Linked DNA regions of Rattus norvegicus: region 2 is linked to region 1. A link is a contact called in public Hi-C data. All regions are on one chromosome and are shown on one strand. The core of a region is the stretch at or near the end of the contact, and the rest is flanking DNA. Distances in the headings are between cores, read along the strand shown. Region 1 holds the start of Anapc13 (anaphase promoting complex subunit 13). Region 2 holds the start of Ryk (receptor-like tyrosine kinase).

The links. Hi-C and Micro-C count contacts between places; a contact is called where the count stands out from the background.
Region 2: a Hi-C map of liver shows a contact between it and region 1, with 3 times the contacts expected there. The contact joins the promoter of Ryk here to the promoter of Anapc13 in region 1. A contact is called at or near these places in 3 of 12 Hi-C or Micro-C datasets (kidney, liver and mammary epithelial cells) and 1 of 1 datasets of contacts at active chromatin or transcription factors (oligodendrocytes).

Annotation. Positions count from the first base shown.
Region 1 is chr8:112,083,149-112,085,848 of GRCr8, forward strand. Anapc13 (anaphase promoting complex subunit 13) reads left to right here and starts at 1,257. Exons shown (of 3, transcript NM_001173983.2): 1 at 1,257-1,309. It overlaps Cep63 (centrosomal protein 63), which reads right to left and starts at 1,498. Exons shown (of 13, transcript NM_001244805.1): 1 at 1,226-1,498.
Region 2 is chr8:112,296,910-112,299,609 of GRCr8, forward strand. It overlaps Ryk (receptor-like tyrosine kinase), which reads left to right and starts at 1,272. Exons shown (of 15, transcript NM_080402.2): 1 at 1,272-1,616. The coding sequence starts at 1,433.

The sequences.
Region 1 (2,700 bases), core at 7-2,506:
GGAACTGTCCCCTACCTCCCCACAGGAGGAAACAGCATCAGCAGATACACATTCTAAAGGGACATGCATCTGTTTATAAATCTCTAACCCATTTTAGTTTGACAACCTCCTTAACTGATCGCTGAGGACGGCACAGTGAAAGACAAGAAGCAGGGACAAAAATTACCTAAAAATGGCGCTGCATTCCAATGAATGAATATAATTCATGAATGAAACGAAGATAATTCGTTTCATCGTATCACTAAGCTACAGCCTTTAAGAGTAGGTGTAAATAGTTAGATAATTAAAGCCATTGATCTTTGACTTACAAAATATAAATACAAAATAAATGCAAATGTTCGAAGAATTGTACAAAGAGCACCTACCCTGCTTTAATAAAGTAATACATTTTAAAACTCTAAATTGGCCTCAAGAAAGAGAACTCAAAAAGCCAGGCGAGGTGGTGCAGATCCTTAACTAGCAGGCAGAGGTAGGTCCATCTACAATGAGGCCAGCCTGGTCGACCAGAGCAACAAAGGAGAGCCGGTGCTAGTTGGAGAGAAAGGGGATCGCTTTGAGCAATAAGTGTACAGTTTATAAATGAAAACTCTGTAACCCCACGATTCTGTGAAGTACAAAAGCCCTTTCCAATCAATCCATTCACGGTCAAGTGTCTCCGCGTAAAGCGTTGTTATCGAACTGCTCTTTCAAAACTTTCACTCGACTTGAAAGCGTTCCGCAATTCGCCTGCATCAGGGGTTCCCGCACCTTTCCTACGAACATTACGAGGGAACCCTGCGGACTTCACGCTGAGTGGCTAATGCTAAGGCCTGGTCCTACACCCGTAGCAGCAGGGTTCCTCCCCGGGAGCGAAGCAACCCGCCCTCCCGCTGGCCGTAGCACCTGGCCGGTCAGCTCAGAGCCCCATAGGGAGGAGACGGAGGAACCCAGGGACGCAGCGGCCGGACAGCAGTGGGCGTGCAGTGGAGGCCCCCGCGGTAGGTGGGCCGCAACGAACTGCGGCCCCGGGCCATGCGGCCAGAAGGTTAGCGGCACCACGGTGGCCAGGGCCGCAAACGCACAACAAGCCGCAGCTCGCCCGTCTTAGGGGCATGCGGTCGGTTACGGAGCGCGCCCCCGGCAGAGCGCGCCCCGGGGCCTGCCCGCCGTTCCTCTGACCGGGAACGCGCGCACGTCACAATAAATCGACGTTCGTCCCGCCCCCTACAGCAGCGAATGGACTCACCTACATACGGGGTATGAGAGCGCCGTGCGTCACGTGACCCGGAAGAAGGGCGGGGCCCGGAGGAAGCCGACGCGCGCTCTGTGGGTAAGGGTTTTTCGCGCCCGCCGCCCGGGTTTCTGAGAGTAGCCAAGCGTTCGCCCTCGACTTCAGAGTCGTTCAGCGCTTCCAGAAGCGCAGGCCGGTACTCTCAACCGACCTTCAGAGCCACTTCTTTACTGCACGCTGTGCGGAGTGGAACGGAGCACCCATGGCGACGCTCGACCTCCCCCTTGCACTTCCGCACGTAGTAGCTCCAGCACTCGAACCGGAAACGGCTGCAGCGGGTGGTTCTGCGTCTAGTGACCCAAGATGGTGGCCTGCGAAGGCCAATTTTAGTATCGGCCCCCGTGCTTTTAGCTTAGAAATACATTTACAAAGCTGTGATTGTGAAAATACATAAAACGTGAGTATGTCTCATAGGACGTACGCATCTAATATCTAGAAAGAGATGTCTGGACAAAAAAACTCCTGTTGTCACATATTGTGCTCAGAGATCAAGACAATCTGAGAGCTGAGAATTTATCTGGAGGACCGGGCATAGTAAGAGAAGAGTACAAAAAGTTTAAGAAACCTAGAGAGGTTATGCTGTGTCGTAAGGGTTTGGGGCATTGCCTGTGCTTGCTTTTCCCAGGGGGAGCACCCGATCACCTGACCCAGGAAAATAGATGTAGACTTCAAAGCCCTGCCGCGGTTCCTGTTGTTTAGAAGGACGAGCAAGCATAACTGATGAAGTACAGTGGGTGGGTAAAAAGCAAGCCGGTTTGTAGGCATGTGGGAGAGGGTCGTGTTAAAAAACATTGAGGCCGGGCTCAGGGAGTTAAAAAATCATGAGGCCAGGCTCAGAGAGATGGCTCAGGGGTTAAAAACACTGTCTACTCTTCTAGAGGTCCTGAGTTCAATTCCCAGCAACCACATGGTGGCTCACAACCATCTGTAATGAGATCTGGTGCCCTCTTCTGGTCTGCAGGCATACATGCAGGCAGAGAGCTGTATGATATATACATAATAAATAATTAAAAAACAAACAAACAAACATTGAGGCCAGCTTGTTGAAAGATTGGGAATCACCGCATTACCACTGGAGACAGTAGGACTCTGCCAGTCAATCACAAAGCTGACCTAACTTGTTTCATAGATCATTTAATGTGAGCAACAAAGCATTCAAGGACAAAGAGCCTGCTAAAAAACTGGAAGGAAGTCAGAACACTTTAGAAAAGGATGCAGTCTGTATAGGACTGGGAAAATCAGTACAGGAAAGAATGAAATGTAGCCCAAGACACAGCTATAAAAACAAAAGATTGACAGGAAAGGGGAGGAAACTTGTCAAGCCCTAGAGGAGTGACTAGAAGTGGCTCTTCAGCTAGCTTTGCATTATCCACTAGCTAGGGTCTGGTTAAGTCTGAGGAAAACTGCTAAGCCATCACCTGGTTTTCACT
Region 2 (2,700 bases), core at 22-2,521, 210 kb after region 1:
TCAAGACCCAACTTTCCTTCCCTTCAGTCTCTCTCTCTCTCTGCCCTGGCAGGGGATCAAAATAGTATCTCTCAGGGTCTGAGTGGATGGGCAACTGGGAGCTTGAAGCTAGTCAGGGGAGAAAGCAGCTGCTCTCTCCTCAGGCATGGAGGGAAGAGGGAGGTCAGTGAACAGGCCACAGGGGTGGGATGACACTGGTCTGGAGGATGTGAGGAGGGGTGTTTGGGAGCCAACCTGAGTGATAGCCTTTGGAGTAAACTTGGCTGTCATGGTAGGGGCCTTCCCAGAGTTATTCATCAGTCTCTGATATGCATTAGGCATTCTTAACCAGTTTAGGGAGACAAGGTCTTCCTTGAGCAAGCGATGAAATGTAAGAACCACTTCCATGTATGTGAAAGCACCCATGCACACAGACAGCAATACACAGCCATAAGCACACACTGCCACATACACTACATGTTTTGGGGGGAGGGGCTGGAAGGGACCACAAGTTAAAGTCCCAGATGCAGGTTGATTTACAGAAAGGAGAACTAGAATAATACAAATTCATCACATATAAAAACAAACTTGCTGGGTGTGGTGGCATAGGCCTTTAATCCTAGCACTTGGGAAGCAGAGGCTGGCAGATCTCTGTGAGTCCGAGGCTTGGTCTACAGAGCAAGTTCCATGCTGGCTAGGGATACATAGTGAGACTCTGTTTCAAAGACAAACAAAGGAAAACCAAAATACAAAATAAAAGTTTACTAAGATTTGCTGAGGTCTTACTGAAAAGTGTGTGGCATGTGAACCCCCAGGGAACAGACAGCTAACTAGAGGCTGACCTGGGTGGGATAAGGGAAGATTCCTATGTATCTGCCCCTTCTTGTTAAACAAAACCAGCATGCTTTTCTTTTAAAATAGCATCCAAGACTTGGGGAAGAATAAAGGGGCTAGAGGCTTACAGTGGACCAACCGACCCCAGGCCTCAACGACTAGGGCTGGGGACTTGGCTATATTTACCCAGAGCCCTTCGCCTGGCCGGGACATTTCTTTATTGTTTTGATTAGCTTGCTCCTCTTTATCTCATTTCCTTCATTCTTTGCGCATTTCACATTGGCAAACAACCTATGCTATTTATACCGACCCCTACTCGCGGCCCCTAACCAGACTTCAGGTCTGCGACGCGCTCTCGTGCACGCGCGCTCCAGAACCCGGCGCTCTCTGTCCGGCGGCGCGTGCGTGCGCGCCCTCGCGCACGGGGGGCACGCGCACGCGCGCGTCTCCGCCAGCAGCTCACCCCCCCCCCCCCTCCCGTTCTCGGGCGGCGGGTCTGAAGCGGCGGCGCGATGAGCTGGCCGGCCGCCCCCGGCTCGGGGCTGTGAGGCGCTCGGGGCCGGGGTGCGCGGCGGCGCGGCGGGCGGCGGGCGGCGGACGCTCCTGCTCGGCGGCGGCCATGCGCGCGGGCCGGGGCGGCGTCCCGGGGACCGGCGGCCTGAGGGCCCCGCCGCCGCCGCTGCTCCTGCTGCTGCTGGCGATGCTGCCCGCCGCCGCCCCGCGGTCCCCGGCCCTGGCCGCCGCTCCTGCGGGACCCAGCGTGAGCCTCTACCTGAGCGAGGACGAGGTGCGCCGGCTGCTCGGTGAGTGGCGCCGCTCCGGGGGCCTCGTGAGCCCGCGGTGCTGCCGCTGCGCCGCCCGCGCCCGCTCTCTCCGCAGCCTCCCTGCGCGTGTCACTCTAGGCCGCGGAGCTCCGGAGCCTCGGGAGTCGGCGCTCCGGACACGGGTGGCCGCTCCTTAGGCTGCTGTGGGTGGCCCACAGGCCACGCCGCTGCGCGCGTGCTTTCTGGTTAGCGAGTGGGGGCAAGGTGAGCCGGACGCCCTAAGTTGTGTGGCATCCTGCACACCTTGGGGCCGACCGGACCTTCGGCTTCGGGGTTTGCCTTGGGTTGGTTGAGTTTGACCTGAGGCTGCCGTTCGAGGCCACTCGCCTACTCTGCAGACCCTGAAGCGAGAGGAGAAGCTTTGGGTCTGTCGGTGGTGGTTCCGTTTACCTGTTTAGCCCCGTTGTTTGGGGAGTCCATTTGAAAAATGATTCTGCCCTCCGCTCGGTACTCTATGCATTCTGAAAATCAGCCCTTGAAGGAAGGCCTGGCCATCCATCCAAAGGAAGTCTCTGATAGTTGGGAATAGCCAGCTTTTACCGTCTTTTGTGCATTAAGGCAGTCCCTTCAATTTTTCTCGGGGTGTTTCTGAGTGAAATGTTGGAACTTGCAAAGGTCGCCTCCTAAACATCCATTAAGTGTCACTTTTTTAGTGGGCGCGCATATGCCCCCACCCCTCCCCGTGTGTGTGTGTGTGTGTGTGTGTGTGTGTGTGTGTGTGTGTGTGTCTGTGTCTGTGTCTGTGTCTGTGTATTAGAGGAGTTTCGTTTATCTTTTCGAGACAGGGGCCTTATGTAGTCCGGGCTGTTCTGGAATCCACTATGAAGACCAGATTGGCCTCAAGCTCACGGAGAGTTTTTTTTTGTTTTTTTTTTTCTTTTTTTCCGGAGCTGGGGACCGAACTCAGGGCCTTGAGCTTGCTAGGCAAGCGCTCTACCACTGAGCTAAATCCCCAACTCCACAGAGAGTTTTTTTTAAGAGGAATTTCTTAAGGTCTGTTGAGAGAGCTCAGCCTCGGAATGAAATTGCTTTTAGCAGACTGTTTAGACATAGTTGTATTTGT